Linked DNA regions of Xenopus laevis: region 2 is linked to region 1. The links are chromatin contacts, called in public Hi-C maps. All regions are on one chromosome and are shown on one strand. Each heading gives the region's core, a stretch centred on a gene start, on an enhancer-like site or on the middle of the called end of the contact. The rest is flanking DNA. Distances are from core to core; before and after follow the strand shown. Region 1 has its middle 20 kb from the start of lama5.L. Region 2 overlaps lama5.L (laminin subunit alpha-5).

Region 1 (5,427 bases), core at 1,486-3,985:
CTTCCCATATGTATAAATACAAATATACAGAGAAGGAATGTTCTGGGCACACAGTAAGCTATACCCGCGTACTGTTCTGTCTATGGGAAACAATATGGCACCTCCTTCCCATATGTATAAATACAAATATACATAGAAGGAATGTTCTGGGCACACAATAAGCTATACCCTCATACTGTACTGTCTCACGGAAACAATATGGCACCTCCTTCCCATATATATAAATACAAATATAAAGAAAAGGAATGTTCTGTGCACATAATAAGCTATACCCTCATACTGTACTGTCTCACGGAAACAATTTGGCACCTCCTTCTCATATGTATAAATACAAATATATAGAGAAGGAATGTTCTGGGCACACAATAAGCTATACCCTCATACTGTACTGTCTAAGGGAAACAATATGACACCTCTTTCCCATATGTATAAATACAAATATACAGAGGAGGAATGTTCTGGGCACACAATAAGCTATACCCTCATATTGTACTGTCTAAGGGAAACAATATGGCACCTCCTTCCCATATGTATAAATACAAATATACAGAGGAAGAATGTTCTGGGCACAAAATAAGCTATATCCTCATACTGCTCATACCGTACTGTCCATTCTGATCCGGTTGTTGGGCCATAGGGCCCATGATCAGGTAATGTATAACACTGCAGTTGGAGAATCTGCTGCCCTGCTGCTCCTCATGCCTTTTCAACAGCAGGTGGATTTCGGCGCAAAATGCAAATGGTAATGTTTCAGCACCGAAATGTGCTGCTTCTGCCTGCTCCTGACAATGCTTCCCGGGTGCAGAACAAGATCTGACATCGACTGGCCCTGGCCTAATAGTCTGGGTGTTATTGGGGATAAGGATCAGTTGGGGATGTCCATTACATAATAATATGTTTTAGGGTCTTTCATCTCACTTCAATAGAGCAAAATCCTTTATATCAAAGGTCCCTGCAGTGAACGATGCAAAGGTTCATGATAACAGACAACCCCCTATTAGGCACACAGGTGAGACAACACAAAGGCTCAGCTTTAGGTTACAGTGGGCTCACTGTCAGGGTCAGTGTCTGTAGGGGGTGTTTCAGTGGTTTATTGCAATGGCTGCTGTCCAAGGTACTAGAGAATGGATCAGTACAATCCACTTGATCCACCACCAAGCCTCCACATCTATTTTGAGGTTCCCCTCAATCCCCTGTTTAACAAGAAGGGGCAGGAATTCATTAGATTTGTTATACACACCTCATACACCTCATACACACAAATACACACAACCTATTTGTGATTACAGAAACTGGTTAAAATATACAAGGGGGTCTATTCACACCTGTTCAACATATCATGTAAGAAGGTCAAGCTGCTGTGGAGCAAAGAAAACCACTAAACTTTTATAATACAGAAGTATAGGAAATCTCTGCCATTTATCTTGCTGCAAAGAACATTATTAATGACTGTATTTACTTAATGAGACTCCATGGCTTTGGCCAGGGCCTGGGATATGTGCATTAGAGGGAGGAAAGCCAGGAGCACAGGATTTTAATGCATGGGTCTGGTATATCTCCAGCATACATAGGGGAGTGTTGCCTTTAACATGATTAATGAGCTAAGGCTTCTGTTGTTTGGAAGTGTTAGTGTTACCCAACTGCGCTGTATAAACGGCCGCTGGTGCAGTTATGTTAGGCATCCAATGGGAGCTCTTACATGGAAAAGAACTTGTTTCAAGTTAAAACGCCATTTTCTGGGAACCCTTGCTACCCTACAGGCTATGGGCACGTCCGAGGCACTAGCCTACCCTGGAGTAGCCTTTTGAAAACTGGCCTATTGATTTCAGTATGTGGAACAGCTATACATACAGTACAGTGTTGTCTGCTGGCTGAAGAGTGTAGATATGTCCTTATGTCCTACAAACGATCGATGCAATCTCCCAACCCACAATTTAAGGTGGCCATACACGGGCCGATAAAAGCTGCCGACAGACCGTGTCGGCAGCTTATTGGCCCGTGTATGGGGCCCCCCGACGGGCTTCACCAGAAAATCCCGTCGGATCGCGGCCGCATCTATTCGCTGATGCGGTCCCGCGATCCGACCGCCCGTTAAGGCATCGTTAGGATCCGATCGTTGGGCCCTAGGGCCCACGATCGGATCAGCACGATATTGCCCACCTCAAGGTGGGCATATCGGAGGGAGATCCGCTCGTTTGGCGACATTGCCAAACGAGCGGATCTCTCAGTGTATGGGGACCTTAAGCATTCAGATTAATATAAAGTAGTACAAAGAAGAACCAATCACAGATTGCTTGGGCCATTAATTGACAGATAGCAATCGAACAAAAGTTATGTCCAACAAATAGTAGTTACAATCTCCCATTGATATAGTCAGATAGGCAATGCATGCAGAGATCCTATCGTTAGCCAACAGAAATCTTTTAACCTGTCCGATGGACTAAATGACCCACCACCATGGCACGAAAAATGTTGGATCGTAATTGTAACATCTATGGCCATTGGCAACCTTAAGTGGAAAAACAGTACAAATAGTGGTTGCAAATTGTATAGGCTTGTCGGGCAGTGCTGGGATTTGTAGTGGGATAAATTCTAAATAGCCTCTATTATTCCTCATTCTCTATAGTCAGGCCCAGATTTGTGGTCCAGGGCAGCAAAATTTTAGGTGCGGCATTCTGCCCAGCCGCATTCTAGGAAGCACTAAGGAGCCGCAGTTATCAAGTGATCCGGCACAAGTGTGTGTGCTCGCGGTGGGGGGCACGAAAGCGGGTGGCGCTAGGACATGGCAGCCTGGGGGCGCTGAAGAAGGAAATCCTGACCTGTTTATAGTGTAGCAAGGGGAGAAGTTACAAAGCACCACTTGTAACAAAGAACTATATGTTCTCCCTAAGGGGCCACTATGAATGTGGGGGGCACCTGATGAATGTTTTCTCTTACCATAAGCCAACCTCAGTCCCTAAAGTGTGAGAACCGAGATAAGAGAAAGGGCCTCTATCACAAACCAGCTGGACTCGCCACTCCCCCGGTTCAATCAAAGTAGCGCCACCTGGTGCCTTCTGCCCCCCCACTCCCTCCCAGAATGCCAGGAATTCTCTCTCCCGTCACTCATTCACTGAACATTGGGCTTTTTTCATTTCCTTCTTCATCTGGTTTCACCGGCGCTGCAAGTTATTATAATTTGCTCTTTCTCTCCTCATAGAGTACAAGTCATTAAATTCTGTCATAATTACTATATTGTTCTGCCCCAGGACTCCTGTAACAGGGACAAGGGGCCCTTATATCCAGAAAGTGTAGGTAACATATCAGGGAAGTTACTGTCTGCTCTGCTCTCATTTCCCTACAGAATTAGGGATTGGTAGCACTAGATAGGTACCTAATATATAAGGATAGAGACAAGAGGAAAGTGTTGGAAGGGTTACTGTCTGCTCTGCTCTCATTTCCCTACAGAAATAGGGATTGGTAGCATTAGATAGGTGCCTAATATATAAGGACAGAGACATGAGGAAAGTGTTGGAAGGGTTACTGTCTGCTCTGCTCTCATTTCCCTACAGAAATAGGGATTGGTAGCACTAGATAGGTGCCTAATATATAAGGACAGAGACAAGGAGTTGGAAGGGTTACTGCCTGTTCTGCTCTCATTTTACCTATTTTGTTAAGAAATGACCCCAGAAGTATGTGCAGGCTCACCATCGGTAGATGCCCGTTCATTAAAGTGGACCTGTCACCTACACATAAAAAGCTGCATAATGAAAGTCCTTTGCAAATTAAATATGAAACCCCCAAAAAATTTTTCATTAAAACATCCATACCTGTTATAAAGGTGTTTAAATATCGAAACTGTCAATCAAATATTACCTGCCCCGCCTCTATGCCCGTGGCATAGAGGAGGGGCAGTCAATTACTTTCACTTTCCATTCAGCACTTCCTACATGTCACTGCTCTCCCCACATTCCCCCTTCCCTCCTCAGGCTCTGTAATTGTGTAGGGCACTGCACATGGACATTAGGTCCCCCATTCTGGTGCATACACAAGATTTTGGGGTGATACACAATTTCCCTTAATAACCGTGTCCACAAAATGGCTGCTGCCTGCTTGCTGTGATTGTATAATTGCAAGACAGAAGGAAACAAAATTTAAATAATAAATACAGTGTAAGTAAAGTTTATTTTGCTCAACTAACATGATTGAAAAGAATTTGAAATTATTTCTTAGGGTGACAGGTCCCCTTTAATATCTATAAATACTAATATGGACTGGATAGCAACTTCTACTTCAGATGAAAGTACACTATGGAAAGGTGGTTCCAATCTTGAAGCTGTTGTTGTGACTTTATTCTAATAACGAGCAGCCTGCAAATTACAGAGCAAATTCTTGGAATAAGCTGAGCTCTGGCGTCAATGATGATTTCTAATAATCTCTTGTTCTTTTTCAGCTGGGCCATAAATATCCTAAGGGAGCATACTTGCAGCCCCTTAACCCTGGCCGCAAACCAAAAATATTATAAACAATTCACTGAATGCAGGATCATTTATACATGATTTATTCAACATGTTAAATGGATAACAATTTTGATTCCAACACTTTCTCTTGTCTCTGTCCTTATATATTAGATATATATATCTAGTGCTACCAATCCCTATTTCTGTAGGGAAATGAGAGCAGAGCAGACAGTAACCCTTCCAACACTTTCCTCTTGTCTCTGTCCTTATATATTAGGTACCTATCTAGTGCTACCAATCCCTATTTCTGTAGGGAAATGAGAGCAGAGCAGACAGTAACCCTTCCAACACTTTCCTCTTGTCTCTGTCCTTATATATTAGGTACCTATCTAGTGTTACCAATCCCTATTTCTGTAGGGAAATGAGAGCAGAGCAGTCAGTAACCCTTCCAACACTTTCCCTTGTCTCTGTCCTTATATATTAGGTACCTATCTAGTGCTACCAATCCCTATTTCTGTGGGTAAATGAAAGCAGAGGGGTCGGTGTATTTCCATGCTACCCCGGGTTGCTGCAGAATCTTTTCCATGGGATTCCATCATTCCTACATTTTGGCTGGGGGTGAGGAATGACATCCCAGGAGATCGCATACAGTTGGAGGATATGGATATTACAGAATTTTCCCTCACTCAGAGGGGATTTCATTCCGCCAGCTGTTACCAAATTCCAAATCTGACTTTCCCCCTCCAGCAATCTGCAGAAGGAAACATATTTCATCCCCTGGCCCATCCATCTTGCCCCCCTAAAACAAGGCAGGACCCCGCTAATAAAAGCGGGGGTGGGGGAAGGAATGGCGTCATTTCCAGGGTGGCTTGGTAATGGTTGGAACTTCACCTGTTTTGAGCCATAACAAGCATAATAACGTTGGAGTTTGCAAAAAGAAATTACTCCCCCCCCCAAAAAAAATGATCCTGAATTGCAGAAAGTCACT
Region 2 (5,427 bases), core at 2,100-4,599, 65 kb after region 1:
ATAATTCTCCACTTGAATCAGTTCCAATGTATTTACCCTCCTTGTTTATTTGATGAACTTAAACCATGTTTATAAAGAGGATTCCGATTTAAAGAGATACTCTGCTGATCTTATTTAACATTAAAGGGGAAGGAGGGGAAAAATTTGAATTTGTTTTGAAACCACTTATTCTCTAATGCTTGTTTATTTCTGAGTCAGGAGCCTAAAGATAAAGAGTAGGAAATATCTGTTGAGCGCAGATAGCGATTCATTGATAACCTACATACCCTACACTGGGGCTGTCAGGCAGGAATGTGCTGAGACTCGCTGTTTACTGTTTGGATCGGTGCCACCAGCCGACAGGTGGGTTTCTCTCCGCCTCAAATGGGATATTGTTTTTTGCAGCCTGTAACTGTAATGGCCACGCGTACGACTGTTATTACGACCCAGAAGTGGAGAGACGCAGAGCCAGCATGGACAGCCGCGGAGACTTCGTAGGAGGAGGAGTCTGTGTGGATTGTCAGGTGAGAGGCATCAAATGCTCAGACTTGTTCATAGAATTTAGATGTTACCATTAAAGGCTGTAGGAGCCGCCACTGAGGAGGGGGATATTTACCTGTTTCAGTATAATAATGCCCCCCATGCACAAAGCAAGATCCATAGAGAACAGTTTTGCTCAGATGGGAGTGTGAGAGCCTGACCCCAGCCCAACTGAACCCCTGAAGGATGAATTTGATTAAGTGCCCATGAGGCACGAAACGCATAAGGCCACCCTCTGAGATGTTCCTTTTTGCATAATAAAACAATTTTTATTTGCATCATATTTTGGAGTGAAGTCCAGTTTTCTGTGCCAGCCTACAAGTGAATTGAAAAATGTATATTACCTCCCCAAGCTGAAGCTCTGGGGTTTGAGCACCTGGACCCCCTAGTTAGTATTGGTAAGTGTACCTTACTGCTTACAAGTCTACAATACTGGATACTCTTTCCCCTACTCCCCATTTCCCCTGTTACCACTTTAATATTATGGATGAATTGGAACCCAGAGTGTGAGCCTGATCCCCAACCTCACTAATGATCTTGTGGTTGAACAGAAGCAACTCCCAGCAACAGTGTTCCAACATCTAATGGGAAACCTCCCCAATGAATTTGGGCAACTTCATATTAATCCTCTTGGTTTGGGGATGAGCTATTGGGAGGCAGGTGTCTGGATATATTGGGAATATAATATATGAGGGGACTATCATGTGATCTGAGGATTCAATCTAATGATCCTTTTTGTCCTTCAGCATAATACAGATGGTGTCAACTGCGAGCGCTGCATTGTGGGTTACTATAAATCCCCCGACCACCCGTCCATCTCCCCTCACACGTGCCAGCGTAAGTACTAGCAACATCCATTAGCCACAAATTCTTTGATTTGCCCTGATTCCACTGAACCCCAGGCAGACAAACAGATTAGGAGGAAGATGAGCCTGTTGGCAATTTTTTTCCAGCCAATGAGAGAGGGCCTGGGTTGCACCTTGGCACATGTAGGCCGCCATCTTTACTGGCGCTTGATCTAAATGCTTTGGGGGTTTCCAAATGTTATCTTCCTGCTGCCCCTACAGGCTGTAGCTGCGAGTCTGAATATATGGACGGGTCCTGTGAGGATCTGACAGGAAGGTGCTACTGCAAACCCAACTACACCGGCGAGAACTGCGAGTCATGTGCCGAGGGATATATGGACTTCCCGCTCTGCTACCGTAAGGCTCCATCTTCATACCAGTTAAAGAGTGGGGGGATTCTCCTTCCTAACCCACAACTGAATACCAAAGGAAACATGACTTTATTCCTCTATAACATAATATCAAATTACTTCTCCCTTAAATTTGCTAAAGGGCATATTTGCCTTAACAGTTTTGTAATGTTCCCTTTATATATTAAATGTTGTTGTTGTTGCTCTGCAACTGATTTAAGTTTTCTTGGGGCTCGCTGACCCTCACAGCCGGGCCCTGACTTGGATGTCAGATTGGGAGATGAATGAGAGTAATAAAATTATAATAACAATAAAAAGCAAGTCTCGTAATCACTCTGCTGAGGGGGTTGCCTCGAGCATTTCCCAGGCTGGAGAGAGAAGAAAGGCAAAGTCATCATAGGACATAAAAAAAAATTAAACTAACTTTGCAAAAAGTGTGTATGGTTCCAGTACACAAATAGTTCAAGGTCCACATCTACTTTTTAGGCTTTTTATTTTATATTCTTCGAATCAGACTAAATATGAATGTAGTGGGTTGGTAGGAATTGGATGGGGGTTATACAATTGTCAGCTGGTAAATCATTAGCTGTACAGGTATTGGACCAGAATGCTTGGGACCTGGGGTTTTCTGGATGGCAGATCTTTCCATAACTTGGATCTTCATAATTTAAATCTACTATAAAATCATGTAAACATTAAATAAACCTAATAGGCTGGTTTTGCTTCCAATAAGGATTAATTATATCTTGGTTTGGATCAAGTACAAACGACTATTTTATTATTATATAGAAATAGTTTTTAAATATTTGTATAGTTTGGATAAATCGGAGTCTATGGGAGACGGTTTTCTTATAATTGGGAGGTTTCTAGATAATGGGTTTCTGGATAACAGATCCCATACCTGTATCAGATATTGGGTAAAAGAAAGGGACATTTATTAGCAATACAGGACCTGTATGTATTTATATCTCAATGTGTAATTTGCCAGGTGTGCAGTTCTTATTAGGGATGGGCGAATTTTTTCGATTTGTTTCGCTGAAAAAACGACGCCCATAGACTTGTATGGCGGCGTGCGTCAAAAAAATTTCGCCGCGCGACAACATTTTTTTTGACGCCCATAGACTTTAATGGGCGTCTACGACATTTCGCCGGCGGCGATTTTTAACGAAACGGGTCAAATTTGCCCATCCCTAGTTCTTATAATCTGACAGCAGGGGGTGATATAGATCACGCAGGTATTGTGGTTTTCATTCTGCTTTTCTGTCATTCTCCTTGTCTCAGCTGTTCCAGATCCACCCAATGGCGGAGGCACCGGGGAACAACTCCGGCCGGTTGGAGAAATAATCAGTAAGTATAAACCAAACCCCCACCCCGTTATTAGTTTATTATCCCAATGAAACGAAATTAACCAGTAAAAGCAGGGAAATTACATAAAGAGAGATCACCATCAGCAAAGGAAAGTTTATGGCATTCCCTACCAAGAGAGGGGGTGAGTGATGCATTGGTGGGGAGGAAAGGAGGTTTCAACATCAGGTTAAAAATTGTTTTGTGGTAGATAATCCCTAACTCCAGACTTATGTCATTGTTCAGCTTGACTTACTATAAGCTTATTACTATGCAGAGGGAATGAATGAAGCAGAAAGGAATCTCAATGTGTTACTTGTAGTTTTACAAATACAGCCACAGTGCCCTCTGGTGGAAATTTGTATAAAGGTTGATCCCCCTGGAAACTTTGTGGGGCTGTTACACTTGGGTGCAGTGAGCCGGAACTAACGAGGTTTCTCTCTCAGACTGTGACTGCCATGTTGCTGGGACGGAGGGGAACGCTTGCCGCAAGGACCCTTTTGTTGGCGCCTGCGTCTGCAAACCTAACTTTCAAGGGGATACGTGTGAAGTCTGCGCCCCCGGATACTTTGGCCCCACCTGCTTGGGTATGTTCATTTATTCAGCATTTGCCCTGTTGTTAGAAGTGACTTTAAAGTCCACATTCAGTGATGCTCGATCACTTTGACTTTCCCTTCAGGTAAGTGAATCATCAGCTGTCATTCGGTGTATTTCATGACTCTGGGCTACTCTCCTTGTATTGGTTATTTAGAGGTCCAGGGTTGGTGGATTCATCACTACATTGATTTCTAGGGGTCACTGAAAGCAAAAGAAATGCGTTAAACTGCTTTACTTTACCTTTCCTATATTAAGCCCTGCCTCCCTGCATGACCAAGGGAAAGAGAACAGCCCAGAAAGGGAACCAATGGCTCTGTACCAGGGTAAAAACTGGGGGTCATTGGATACATTTAAAAGGGGGGTGATTGTATTTACTGTTGCTGTCTGACCATGGGAAAGAGAACAGCTCAGGCACAGGAATTAACAGAGGATCAGAACTCTTTATCTGGCAAGTAATCAGGAGAGTTTACATTCCCTTAACGAGGGGAGGTTAGTGGGAAAGAGGGCAGTCCAGAATGAGGAAATAATACAGAGACTGAGATATGTGTGGCTAAGTAAGTAGTAGGTGTCTGGGTAAGTAATGTTGTAGACTGGATTCACCTCCCTAGAGGGATTTCTCCCTCTAGTAAAATACAGAGAATCAGATTGGTAAGGGGTGATTGGTTGTCGGGTGGAGGTTGTCTGCCCATGGGAAAGAGAGCAGCCCTTGAGCTCTGTATCTGAATAAACTATGTGGGAGGTTTGTAACCCGGCTGATATTCCCTCGCTGTCTCGCAGACTGTCAGTGCTCAGGACCAGGCGTGTTGGATGGAAGTTGCGACAAAGAGAGTGGACAGTGTGTGTGCCGGAGCGGATTTGAAGGATTTCTTTGTGATCAGTGTGGCCCTGGATTTTACAACTATCCCCTGTGCCAGTGTGAGTCCTACATCCTTCCTGCCCAGTCCTGCGTCCTGAAAATAACGTCCCCCTAGGTTATCTTGACTCCTTGTTATATAATGTATGATATATATATATATATATATATATATATATATATATATATATATATATATATATATATATATACATATATACATACAGTAGAACCCCCATTTTACATTTTTCAGGGGACCAGAAAAAATGGGGTAAAATCCAGGAAAATGTCAAATCAGTAAAATGAATGGAAACTTAAAATCAGGGGATGTAAAATGGGGGTTCTATTGTATATATGTACATAGAGAAGGCGTATCCACCCTCATGTAACATGTTTAGAAGCAATTAAAGGAGACATATTGTGTAAAAAATAAAAACGTACCAGTGCATTATACTCATTTAGATATAGAAGAATTTTGCTTAAAAAAGTAGTCTTTCCGGCTGATTTATTGAATATTTCTAGAAAAACCCTAATAATCCCTCCCTTCTCTTCCACTTCCCATTCCCTGATTTCTGCGGTTCTCAGCTCACTGCACTGTAGGACAGGAACCAATCAGCAGCTAGCAGAACCTGATAGGAAACTGAAGCCTCTCTGTGCTTGTGTGACTGCAGGACTGTGATTGGCTGTCCCCCTCCTACTCTGCTTCTGGCAGGGACTGTTAGGATACGCCCCTCATTTGAAACACAGACAGGGACCAGAAAACATCTATAGGGAGCTCCAATAAAGGGGTGATTTTTAAAGATAATATTAATTTTTAGCACCATGTAAAAGCAACACCATATAATACTCATAATTGCCTACAAAATTAGGGTTTTTTCATTTATCCTATATGTCTCCTTTAAGATTAAAAACTGAACAC

Evidence for each region. Hi-C and Micro-C count contacts between places; a contact is called where the count stands out from the background.
Region 2: a contact with region 1 is called in a Hi-C map of the XL177 cell line, with 3 times the contacts expected there. The contact joins two enhancer-like sites. A contact is called at or near these places in 3 of 4 Hi-C or Micro-C datasets (the XL177 cell line, the XTC cell line and animal cap).

The regions. Positions count from the first base shown.
Region 1 is chr9_10L:14,782,501-14,787,927 of Xenopus_laevis_v10.1, forward strand. No RefSeq gene overlaps it. Among protein-coding and RNA genes, the nearest start is that of lama5.L, 20 kb to the right of the region's middle. Within about 2 kb of position 2,736, at least 1 of the 7 cell types and tissues checked has an H3K27ac peak or open chromatin away from gene starts, as enhancers often do.
Region 2 is chr9_10L:14,846,967-14,852,393 of Xenopus_laevis_v10.1, forward strand. It overlaps lama5.L (laminin subunit alpha-5), which reads left to right. Exons shown (of 79, transcript XM_041576196.1): 8 at 385-503; 9 at 1,266-1,356; 10 at 1,587-1,721; 11 at 2,996-3,061; 12 at 3,505-3,645. Among protein-coding and RNA genes, the nearest start is that of lama5.L, 44 kb to the left of the region's middle. Within about 2 kb of position 3,350, at least 1 of the 7 cell types and tissues checked has an H3K27ac peak or open chromatin away from gene starts, as enhancers often do.